Regions from separate parts of the Mus musculus genome. Here all the other regions are linked to region 3. Evidence: chromatin contacts called from public HiChIP or PLAC-seq data. All regions are on one chromosome and are shown on one strand. Each heading gives the region's core, a stretch centred on a gene start, on an enhancer-like site or on the middle of the called end of the contact. The rest is flanking DNA. Distances are from core to core; before and after follow the strand shown.

Evidence for each region. HiChIP or PLAC-seq counts read pairs in DNA pulled down with a chosen protein or histone mark.
Region 1: a BATF HiChIP or PLAC-seq map of CD8 T cells shows a contact between it and region 3, with 10 read pairs. The contact joins two enhancer-like sites. A contact is called at or near these places in 1 of 484 Hi-C or Micro-C datasets (myocytes) and 4 of 115 datasets of contacts at active chromatin or transcription factors (CD8 T cells, acute myeloid leukemia, large pre-B cells and 1 more).
Region 2: a BATF HiChIP or PLAC-seq map of CD8 T cells shows a contact between it and region 3, with 7 read pairs. The contact joins two enhancer-like sites. A contact is called at or near these places in 3 of 115 datasets of contacts at active chromatin or transcription factors (CD8 T cells, double positive thymocytes and pancreatic cancer cells).

The regions. Positions count from the first base shown.
Region 1 is chr11:52,311,830-52,315,501 of GRCm38.p6, reverse strand. All of the region lies in intron 2 of Gm30217 (a long non-coding RNA gene), which reads right to left. Among named protein-coding and RNA genes, the nearest start is that of Gm30217, 6.2 kb to the right of the region's middle. Within about 2 kb of position 1,286, at least 51 of the 459 cell types and tissues checked have an H3K27ac peak or open chromatin away from gene starts, as enhancers often do. A contact at or near this core is called in CD8 T cells and regulatory T cells, where this site is marked.
Region 2 is chr11:51,872,668-51,876,791 of GRCm38.p6, reverse strand. No RefSeq gene overlaps it. Among named protein-coding and RNA genes, the nearest start is that of Gm39820, 4.9 kb to the right of the region's middle. Within about 2 kb of position 2,346, at least 205 of the 459 cell types and tissues checked have an H3K27ac peak or open chromatin away from gene starts, as enhancers often do. A contact at or near this core is called in CD8 T cells, where this site is marked.
Region 3 is chr11:52,074,768-52,078,711 of GRCm38.p6, reverse strand. All of the region lies in intron 13 of Cdkl3 (cyclin-dependent kinase-like 3), which reads right to left. Among named protein-coding and RNA genes, the nearest start is that of Ppp2ca, 22 kb to the left of the region's middle. Within about 2 kb of position 2,426, at least 151 of the 459 cell types and tissues checked have an H3K27ac peak or open chromatin away from gene starts, as enhancers often do. A contact at or near this core is called in CD8 T cells and regulatory T cells, where this site is marked.

The DNA of each region.
Region 1 (3,672 bases), core at 37-2,536, 240 kb before region 3:
GAAGTGGGGCTGGAGAAAGATGGCTCCGTGGTTAAGAGCATTTGCTGCTCTTCCAGAGGATGGGGGTTCAGTTTCCAGCAGCTAGATGGTGGCTCATGATAGTCTCTAACTCCAGTTCCCCGTGATCCAAAGCCCTCCTCTGGCCTCTGTGGGCACTGAACACACATGGTACATAGAGATATATGTAGGCAAAACAGCCACAACATAAAATAATAAAATTTTAAAAAATTAAAGAAAAGCAGACATGAACCCTTACAATACAACTGAGAGATCTCATACAGACCAGACAAGCCTCTAACTCCCCATGTAGCCAAGGCTACCTTGAACGACTGATCCTCCTGCCTCCATGCCCAGTGCTGGGATCACAGGCAAATGTCACCGCCATTAATCTATGCAGTGCCCTGGGCTTTGTACATGAAGGGCAAACTTTCTGCCAACTAAGGTACGTTCCTCAGTTCTCTCTCTCTACTCCTTCCTTTCTCTTTCCCTCCTTCCTGTTTGTTTGTTTATTTAAACAGAGCTAGCCCAAAACTTGATAACCAAGGATGATGAACTTTCGATCCTTCTGCCTCCCCTTTCCAAGTGCCAAAATTACAGTCATGAGCCACCATTCCTCATTTGCATCATGCTGGGGACTGAACCTAGGCTTCACTGAGGTTATACAAGCCCTCTATCAACTAAGCTGCACCCCCAGGAGGCAATCCCTCTGTCTCTCGGGTCGGGTCTCTTGGGTCTCTCTCTGTCTCTCTCTCCTCTCCCTTCCTTCTTCCCTCCCTCCCTCCCTTTCTCTCCCCCTGCAAATCTCCCATGCAGGCAGGCAGGCAGGCAGGCAGGCAGAAGGAGCATTTCACAGACTCAGCACATTCTTCCCTCTCATGAGCTCAGGTGTCTGATTTTTCCCTTGCGACGCTCCTAGTGGTGAGCTGGAGGTACAGTGAGCGGTTTTGAAGGCAGGTTCCTTATCTCTAAGCGTTATCTAAGCATCAAAGCCCACTTGAAGAAAAAAAGCAGTTTCAACATCAAACTTGAAAGTTTGACTGTTAAAAGGAAGAGCCGGGACAAAGCGACCACAGCTTTTATCGCACGTTTATGAAGGTGGCGTGTGGTGGGAATACTACGTCTCGGGTCTGCTGCTGAGAATGCTCGGTGGCCTTTGAACAAAAAACAAAACGGTGGATGGAAACTGCCGGTAATTGTCTTTACCTATGGTTTCAGAGGGCGCACACACCGGGCCTTGCGGTTGCGGGCGCTATTTCTTGCTGGGGTTCGCGTCCTCGGCCCTGCCTGGCACCCAGTGGAACAGATCAGGTCTCAGATCTGTGCACCTGTGGTTCCCGCAAGGAGGCAAGTGGATTACCACGAGATAGGGCAACAATGGAAAGTTTTCTCACCTGAAAGGTCTGGGGGAGGGGAAGGGGAGTGCTGTGTGCCCCGGGGAGACTCAGAAAAATAAGAAGCCTGAGAAAGCCAGCCCCCTCCCACCCAGGAGCCCCCTTGGCCCACAGTGTTTATTTTCGTTGTCATAGGTTTCTTCTACTGAAGGAGATGCCCTGGTTTTTGAAGAAAATAAAGTGAGCAAACAGAACTTTGAAGATCAGAGATCCCCCCCCCCCAAAAAAAAAGGTACATGGGGTTAGGGACCTACCTCAGTTATAAAGTGCTTGCCTCGCACGCACAGAAGCCCTGGGTTCAATTCCCAGCACCATATAAACGGCGTGGGGGTTCATTCCTTTAATCCCAGCAGTGGGGAGATAGAGGCAGGAAGATCAGAACCTCAAAGTATCCTTTTAGGGATTTCAAGGCCAGCCTGGGCTATGTGAGACCTCATCTCAAAGAACATGTTTATGTCTAGAGATATGCTCTATATCACAGCAAAAGGCCTACTGGGTGTTTCTAAGAGTCAGCTGACATTGCCCAGGCAAGCCTACTACCAGAGAACACCATGTGGTGACACACAAGGTTCATTTGCTTTTGCTAGGGACAGTGGCAGGTGGGAGGGTCCTATCAAAATGGCCAAAGAATTCTGACAATTCCTTACTCCAGAGGAAAGTCATGGAATCTTTCTGAGCAAGAGACTCGGTCCCCAAGTCCAGGAGGAGGCCCTCTCCAGGTCCTAGTGCCAGACTAAGGCCAGAGTGTCAGGGGCTACTGAAAAGGTTACTCTATGATCCCTAAATTTCAGGCCCTCTGGAGTCTCATCAGCCTGTGATCTGATCAGCCTGAAGCCACATGGCCTTGGTCCATCTTCTGTTGCTCGAACAAAATACCCAACCTGGGATAATTGATAAAGAATAAAGGTTTATTTGGCTCGAGGCTCAGAGGCACAACAGCAGCATCTGGTGAGTGTCTTCTGGCTGCATATAAGGCCATTAGAGTGACACTTGAACCTCTCTCACACTCCTGACCAGTTCCCCAGGTCTCCATAGCTAAATGCCATCCACACGTGGCTGGGAAGACCAACCTGGCAAGCCTTTATGGGGCACACATTCAAATCACAGCACAGCCCTAGACCTGAGCCAGGTGGGCGGAGAGCTGACCACAGGTATGGAAGAAGGGACAAAGAAAACCTTATAGAAGGACTAAGGGGACAAACATGAGACCAGAAGAAGGCCAACTAGAGAGTGTAATGAGGCCAGGTTGTTATTCATGCCCATGTTGTAGGTTCCCAAATATTTTTTAAGTTGGATTTTTCTTTTTTGCAGTGTTAGAGGTTGAAGCCAGGGCCTTGTATCTTCCAGATTCCAAATACAAGCTCTACCACTAAGCTCCATCGAACTGTATTCTGTATGTTTGTAGAGAATATATATATATTTATATTGAATCTCTATGTATACTTATAAAATCTCTAACTGCATTCTAAATATTTATAGGGAAGATATACACTTACATAGAATCTATATCTATATATACTCATATAATCTCTAACTCCATCCTATATACTTATATAGAATGTATATAAATATATTCATATAACCTCTAGCTGCATTTTAAATACTTATCCCCACACCCACAGGCATGTGTAGCTCTTACTCCTCATCAAAGAACCAGAGATGGTTTCAGAATGCCATCACTGGCTAAACTGCAGAGATCAATTGGCCATGAGGTGCCTGACCCCATGACATTTACAATACAACCCCTTCACTTGAGGCTCAAGAGGCATGGAGGAAGAGGGGGAGGAAAGATTTTAAAAGCCAGAAGCCCAGGAATGTTGTTGTGAGATAGTCTGTTCTGGGTGGGATAGGGGGGAGGGAGACAGAGCAGAGTGGGTATGGAGGAGGGGCGTCTGAGAAGAGCTGGGAGGAAGAAGGAGGTAAATATAATCAAGATACCTTACATGACATGTCTGAAGAATGAATAAAAACATTATATTATTTAAAAAACAAAACCCTAGCAAACAAACTAATGAACTAACAGAAAGCAAGCATGATTACTCCTGGAAATGCCCCAGACCCACACATGGCCCGCATTCAAGATCGCCATTATGACCACATTCTTTCATTTTAATTATTTATTTTTATTTTATGTACACTGGTGTTTCGCCTGCCTGCATAACTCTGTGAAGGCATCAGATAGTGAGCTGCATGTGGTTGCTGGGAACAGAACTGGGGTCCTCTGGAAGAGCAGCCGGGGCTCTTAATGGCTGAGGCATCTCTCCAGCCCCTGTGACGGTGT
Region 2 (4,124 bases), core at 1,097-3,596, 200 kb after region 3:
TGACATTGACAGGCAGGTAAGGGACACGGTTGGGCCAAGGGTCTTTCAGCCGGCCTGTAATCCACCATAGTCCTGGTCTAGGTAGGGCCGAGGGGAACCTGTGGGTCTTTGAGTGGCTGGAGGAAGATGCTGGGAGGGACTTGGTGGGGTCCCGAAAACAAAAGCCCACCCAGCAGTCAGGAGTTGTGGCGTCCGGATAGCTTTGCTACTGTGTGCACCCTGTGGCGAAGACATCCAAGCCCAGGTGGGAAGTCTGGCAGAAAAGCGTTTAGGATCTGGGTGAGGGGCCAGATTCAAGGCTCTAAGGCCAGACTGGACATGGCACTCTATGAGACTGCAAGGAACAGTGTGAAGGACGCCCCACCTGAGCCCTGGGCAGTACATGAGGTGGGCCCTACACCAGAGGTGGCACCCACACAGTGATGTCAGTGTCTGAGGATTCCCTGAGAAGACAGGTTGCCAACTGTCTTAGGTATCGTTCTATTGCTGTGAAGGAAGAGACGCCATGATCACAGCAACTCTGATAAAGGAAATCATTTAATTGGTTCTGGCTTACAGTTCCTGAGGTTTAGTCCATTATTGTCATGGTAGGAAGCATGGCAGCCTGCAGGCAGACATAAATGGTGCTAGAGAAGGAGCTAAGAGTTCTACACCTGGATTGGCAGGCATCAGGAAGAGCAAGTGAGCCAACTAAGTCTGGCTTCTGAGACCTCACGGGCCCACCCCCTCCTGATAAACGTCCTTCAACAAAGCCACACCCACTCCAGCAAGGCCACACCTCCTAACAGCGCCACTTCCTATGGGCCTATGAGGCCATTCCTAGTTGCCAAGCCAGATATGATAATGAGTACCAGAAGGCTGAGGTCGGAGGATGGGCAGTATGAGGCCAGCCTGGGACACATCTGGCCCTGAGCTCTGTCCCTTCTGAGCCTTTGCTCACTGCTCTTGCTCAATTGTGTCCCACCCTACAAGAGGATGTACTGAAGTCCTAATCACTGGTACCTGCAAGGTGACCCTACGTGGAAGCCAATTTAATACAGTTAAATTAGATCATTAGAGTAGATGGGCCCCTATGTAGTATGACTGGCATCTTTATAAAAACAGGAAAATTGAAAGCTGAGTGTAGCGGTACAGTGCACCTGTTATGCCAGCACTCAGAAGTCTGAGGCAGGAGAATTGTAAGTTTAAAGGTAACCTGGGTTATACAGTATACATAGTAAGTTCAAGGCTAGCCTGGGTTACAAATGAAATACAGTTCACTGGGCGGGGGGTGGGGGGGGAAGAAGTTTTGGGGGAGGGGGAGGGGGAGGGGTAAGGAGGTGAAGAGAGAGAAAGGAGAGCATGAGGTGAGAGAAAGGGGAAGGAAGAGATGAGGAGGGGAGAAAGAAAGGCATGGAAAAATTGAGTATGAGGGAGGATGATTTGGGTAATACACAGAAGAAGAGGAGGGAGAAGAGGAGGAGGAGGAGGAAACAGCATGTGAAGACACAGAGACACATAAGCAGGCACAGAGGAGACAGCGTGTGGTGGTGAAGGCAGAAACCACAGAGATGTGGCCACAGGCCAGAGAATGCTTGAAGCAACCAGAAGCTGGAAGAGCCAGAAGCACCCTCCCCTGAGGAAGGCATTAGAAGGAAGAGGTCTTGTCAACACTGATTTCTGGCTTCCAGATTCCAGAGAATAAATTTCTGTGACTAACTCTTCCTTTTGTTGGTTCTTCATGGCATCTGCCTTATGAAGGTAACATACCCAAGCTGCCTCTGCCTCCCGCAGTGAACCCCTACCCTGCCCTTTGGCAGGTTCTCTTACTGACCATCCCCACCTGCCCCACACATCCTCCCCTATGCACCCCAACTCTGAGCCCCTCCTGCTCAGTAAGTCTGTAGACTTGGTGGGTATATTGGTCTCATTGAGACTGCAGGCCCTTGGAGGGCAGGCTCTGACCTGCAGTAAGATGTGTGAGTGATACTCAGCACACAGTAGGTGGATAAATACCCCCACAGTAGGTGGGTAGTGAGCCCTGTGAGTCCACTGTAAGCACCATCTACATGGGCAGAGCCTGCTCAAGCGTGGGTTAGGGACACAACAGTCTCTTCAGAGGGCTTCTGGCACCATCTACACAAGCCATCCTCAGCTCTTCCACTCCCGGGTTCCCTCCTGGACCTGTGTGACTCTGAGGAACTTGGGGAATTCCTAACCTCCCCTTTCAACTGAGCCCTTGGCTCTTGGAGTTAGCCACAACCTAACTACTCAGGTCCCTCCAACAAGGGGACTGTGTCTGTGGCTGGATGACTCATGCACACTGCTCCATCCCGCAATCTTGGGCGGGACTTGGGCTGGGGAGGATGCCAGCCAGCTCAGGCTAGGAGCTTGCATCCTGTTGCCCCAACCCAGCCCTACCAGAACAGAGTGTACTCAGAGCTCCAGGACAAAAATCTGGAAACAGAGAGCCGGCTCTCATTTGGACCGAGATCTGAGTGATGAAAAGAGCAGGCAGAGGAAACAGCAAGTTCAAAGTTCCTGAGGTGGGAATGCGCTTGACACAACGGAGACCTGAGAAGAACACAGCAAAGGCCGTGTTACATCTGTCTGTGACTCCAGCCCCCAAGGATCTGGTCAGGACAGACATAGGAGGACTCACCTGGATAATCCAGAGCCATGGCCCATCACAAGCTCCTTCTTTTTTTTTTTTTTTCTTTTTTTTTTTCTTTTTTTTTTTTTTTGCCCCAAGACAGGGTTTCTCTGTGTAGCCCTGGCTGTCTTGGAACTCACTCTGTAGACCAAACTGGCCTGTGAACTCACAGAGATCCTCCTGCCTCTGCCTCCCGAGTACAAGGGTTAAAAGCCTGAGCCACTACCACTGCCCAGCCTAACTAAGCTCCTTAACTTTTTAAGAGTTATTTTTCTTTCTTATGTATGTGTATATGGGGGAGGGGATGCACAAGGGCATGGGGGGGGGGGGGTCCCTGCAGAAGTCAGAAGAGGGTGCCAGATCCCTGGGAGCTGGAATTAAAGTCAGTCATGAAACATCCAAGATGGACACTGGGAACTGAACTTGGGTCCTCTGCGAGAGGAGTAATGGTCTTAACTGCTGAGCCATCTCTAGGCCCAATGTCTGGTTTTGTTTTGTTTTGTTTTGTTTTGTTTTGTTTTGTTTTGTATTTGGGGGTTTTTGTTTGTCTGTTTGGTTGGTTTGTTTGGTTTTTCTTGAGACAGGGTTTCTCTGTATAGCCCTGGCTGTCCTGGAACTCACTCTATAGACTAGGCTGGCCTCGAACTCAGAAATCCTCCTGCCTCTGCCTCCCAAGTGCTGAGATTAAAGGCCCGTGCCACCACTGCCCGACGCCAATGTCTGTATTTTATTCATCTCTGCAGAATCTCTTTTGTCTCCTAACGGAACATCATCCCAGATTCTGGGAAGTACACTGAAGACAATGGGGTGGGTGTTGTTTCTCTCCTATGCCCTTTACATCCTCCCTACCTATTCAGATGTAACCATGATCTACCAGCTCATCACAGGCCACAGCTTAAACCTCCCTCCCCTTTGTCACATCTCCACCATCAACCACACCCTTCCATCTTTCTCTTCATCTGACACATATCTTCCAACCCTTCAGTCATCTAATAAGCAGACTTTAAAAGGTCAGTTGAGGGGCTGGAGAGACAGCTCCGTGGTTAAGAGCCCTAGCTGCTCTTGCAGAGACCCTGTTTTCCGTTCCCGGGAGCCATGTGGTGGCTCACACCCATTCATAACTCCAGTTCAAGGGATCCAATGTCATCTCCAGATCTCCTTAAGCACCAGGGACTCCTGTGGTTCACACAGAATCACAACCCTTGTGCATGTCAAATAAAAATTAAATCTTTTTAAAAGTGCCTTTACCTCTTGGACCTCAGGGTCCCTTGACACACTGTCATTGTCAGCCCATGCGTGCATTTAACTTCGTCACCTTCATAAGGACTCTTTCCTTCTTACTTGTTTGGTGACATGTGGGTCTTGCTACATAAGCCGTGCTGACCTCAAACTCACACATTTGAGGAGCCACCCTGCCTCAACCTCCCAAGCTCTGGGATTAGAGAGATGCCCCACCAACCCTGCGGGGACCATTCTTCTCTAGACTCACTCC
Region 3 (3,944 bases), core at 1,177-3,676:
GACACTTCCTGTGCTGTTCTGAGGTAAATCCCATGCATTAGAATCTCACTAGTAAATGTTTAATATCTGTCTCTAAAAGATAAAGTTCCAATCCAATCACTTCTATCGTTAAAATTAACACCTCCATAATATCTAGGTGATTTTACAGAAAAAAAAAAAAAAAAAAGAGCCTGGCAAAGGGAGCGCTAGAAAATGTGGGTCACACAGCCCTTATCCCATATGGACAAAATCTGACTACCTCAGATTTCAGAATTTGAAATTTTCAATTTGAAAAAGTTATATACACTTTTCAGACCGATCATCCCCAGTCTAAAAATGACAAATGCCCCAATTTTGCACTTTGGGGTGAGAGATGTCCAACTGTGCCGCAATCACCTTAGGCATTTATTTAAATGAAAGGTATGTCAAATTTGTTGCTAAGACCCCAGGGTGGCATTCAAGATTTCAGGAAATCTAATGTGTGTCACAATCTACACTTGGGGTGGGAAGCCATGGGAACATGCTTGCCATGAAAATATTAGTGTGTGTGTCTCTTCATGAGCACTCCCCTTTATGATATCATGCCCTGTTGGCACACATTACCTCAGAGTGACACACAGCTCAGGAATGTAAGCCAGCACAAAGGGCGAGGAAGTCACATGTGCATTCAGAAAACAGGCAAGAAGCATCCAGCGTCTGGTTTTGTTGGTCTCTGTCTCCTTGCAACTAGGAACTCACTCACTTATCACGTAATAACTGCCATTCGTGAGGATTACAAGACAGACAGTCACACACATCAACAGTTGTAGTTACAAGTGACACATGCGTGCACATTCTCCATATTCCTTGCAAGGATAGATGAGTGGGACTTTAAAAACATCACATAAATTCCAGGCCTGGTGGCGCACGCCTTTAATCCCAGCACTCAGGAGGCAGAGGCAGGCTGATTTCTGAGTTGGAGGCCAGCCTGCTCTACAGAGTGAGTTCCAGGACAGCCAGGGCTATACAGAGAAACCCTGTTTCGAAAAAACCCAAAAAAAACAAACCAAACCAAACCAAAACATAAACACAGGTCTGCTCATGGAGCTCCTAAGATCCAGATGCAAACATTTCCCTAGAAAATACTGTTTTGAGACAGGGTCTCACTGCAATCCAGGGCTCTATAGAACTCATTACATAACTCAGGCTGGCCTTGAACTCTTGACAATCCTTCTACCTCAGCCTTCTAAGTGCTGGGATTACAGGTAGAGGCCCCAGTCCCAGCCCAGATTCCTGTTTTAAGGTTGTACAGTAGAGCAGCCACCTGCTTTTCATGCTTCCTATTCCCGCCCTTCACGCCACAGCTGTCTTCCGGGACATAACTGGTTCTGTCACTTCGTTAATAGGCACCCATTGCCTTCTGAGACTACCTTACTTCCTTAGCACAGCACCCGAAGCTCTCTGTGATCCACTCCTGCCGTACAGAAGAGCCCGATGCTCCCTGCCCACTGCATACTCTAGCTGCCTGACAAGCAATGCTTTCACAACAGAGCCTGTTTTCCCAACCAAGTGAACCACTGAATTCACTCCTAGAACAAAGAACAGGACAGGCCGGTATTTAAAAGTTACCCTTCACGTCAGACTGGATTGAATCCTGCCTATGTCATTCACCAACTGCATGCCTCTGACACAAACTTCCCCAGCTCTAACCTGGGACTAAGGCAGCATCCACCCATGTCCTTGAGTTGCCAGGAGGGTGCAGGTACATGCTTAGCCCAATGTCCCCACACATAAACATCCAACCTACAATAACTCATCACCTGTATTTCAGTCTGTTAAGTCCCCCTGCTGGTCAAGCCCCAGGTCAGCTGCTCCGCCATGGAGCCTTCCCAGCACCCCAGTCTCATGGCTCCTCCATACCTCTTTCTCAGCCTACTTCCTGCCTCAAGCTATAATTGTTTATAGACACTACCTTCCTGAATTCCTGCCCTTTGTTACATCCTATAAGAATAAAAGTTGAGGAAACTTTGATCCTTAACTAAGGAGATCTAATTAGCAAACAGACACTAGCAACCAGGACGCGATTCACCAGTTTGCTGAGTGAGGCAATGCTCACTGTCATCTTTGTGGGTGATGCTTAGCTGTCCTGAGACTCTCTTTATGACACAGTTTCATTCTGAACTAGATTCAAAGGCGGCCATTTCTCCCTCTATTAGGCAGATGTTACCCCCTCCCCCCACCGAGCAACAACAGTGAGTTATAATTGACCGCAGAAAGGCCCCATGGGCTGTCAAGGGAAGAGCGACATCAGTGACGTCAGGTTCAAAGGAGGCCATCGACCATGACTTCCTCATCCCAGAAGCTTCACCAGAATAAATGCACCAAGTGTTGGACTTCCTACACAGCAGGCAGAGGGTAAAACGACTTACAGCCTCCCTTGCCTGTTGTACACGTGACACTGAGAACAGGTGGTGTCGTCTACACGACCATGCTGTATCTCACAGCCCAACATCCTGTCTGCAGACAAAGTTATGAGGTAAAGGGCTGCCTTGGGCTTCGGCTACAGCACAGCAGTATTCCTACTGCTACAGGAGTCATGCACCTTATGCTAGATGATCTCCTGTCACCGCCCGCTGCTCAGTGTCATCAAGCCTGCAAGCTCCTGCCTCACCCAAACACCAGGAGCTGACACCCACAACGCCTACCGCAGGAGGAAACAACGCACCTGGGCAGCATATTTTGACTGTGTGAACTGGGTACATGTCATTAAAGTGACTTCTCGTAAAGTTACGGCCCTGGGCTGGCAGTAAAGACGTGGCTTGTGTGCTGGGCACTGTGGCCTTGTGAGAGGGTCTGCCTAGTTGTCTCACTACTCCAGATTTATAGCTTTGCCAGGAACCATGGGAGAGGAAGCCTTAGCTAATTATGGCCAGTCCTGTTTCTGAGCATAGTGCATTTCTAAAACATAAAAGTCAAACAATAAGCTCTTATCAGGACAGGTCATTCTCAGAAGGCTGGAGTCACTGGGAAGCCTCACTACATCACATTGTAACCACAGTATCAAGCAGTAGCTTGCCTTCCTCCTGTCTTCCTTTTCCCTCTCCCTCCCTCCCTCCCTCCCTCCCTCCCTCCCTCCCTCCCTTCCCTTTCTTTTCCCTCCTTCCCCACCTGTATCCCTCTCTCCTTTCTTTCCCTCTGCTCCTCCTCCCTTCCCCCCCTGCCTCTCCTCCCTTCCCCTCTCTGCCCCTCCTCCCTTCCCCCCTCTGCCCCTCCACCCTTCCCCACTCTGCTCCTGTTGTCTAATTTGGCCTAGAACTAAGGAGCAAAGGATGAGCCTGATTCTCCTGCCAGAGCCAGGGTTACAGGTGACTGGCACCGTGCATGTACGGTACCAAGAAGCAAACCCAGGGCGTCCTGCATGCTGCCAAGCGCTCTGCAAACCGAGCCACCTGCAGCCTCAAACATGTACCATGAGTTTAGACTGCTTTCATTTTTCCATACTAGCAATGGAACACATAAGGACTAGCATGTGAGCAAGAGTTCTGCCACTACTCCTGCTCCTTGCTCTTGGGGCTTCCAAGGAGTGGGTCTCTGTGAACAGCATGCCATATCTGTGGGTGCTGTCCCTGTACTGGCCTTGCCACCCTCTCCTCCCCTTCTATTTGTTTCTGTTTTTATCAAACAAGAGGGAACAAACCAAACTGCCACAAAACATTGTAGTGCTTACAGTACGATCAAATTAGCAAGATTTGATTGTGGGGCTGCAGAGAAAACCCCACCGAAGCAACCCAGATGGTGGGTGAGAGCCTGAACAGAGAGGAGCTGGGGAAGTCTCCTCGCAGTTAGTATCAAATGTAAACGGGTGAGAGATGAAGCTGCCCGGCCTGTTAAAAAAAAAAAAAAAAAAAAAAACCTGCAAAGCGCTCACGGGCTGCAACTCACTTTCAGGATGTTATCTCATTTGGTCAGGGCATCCGTTTTTTACC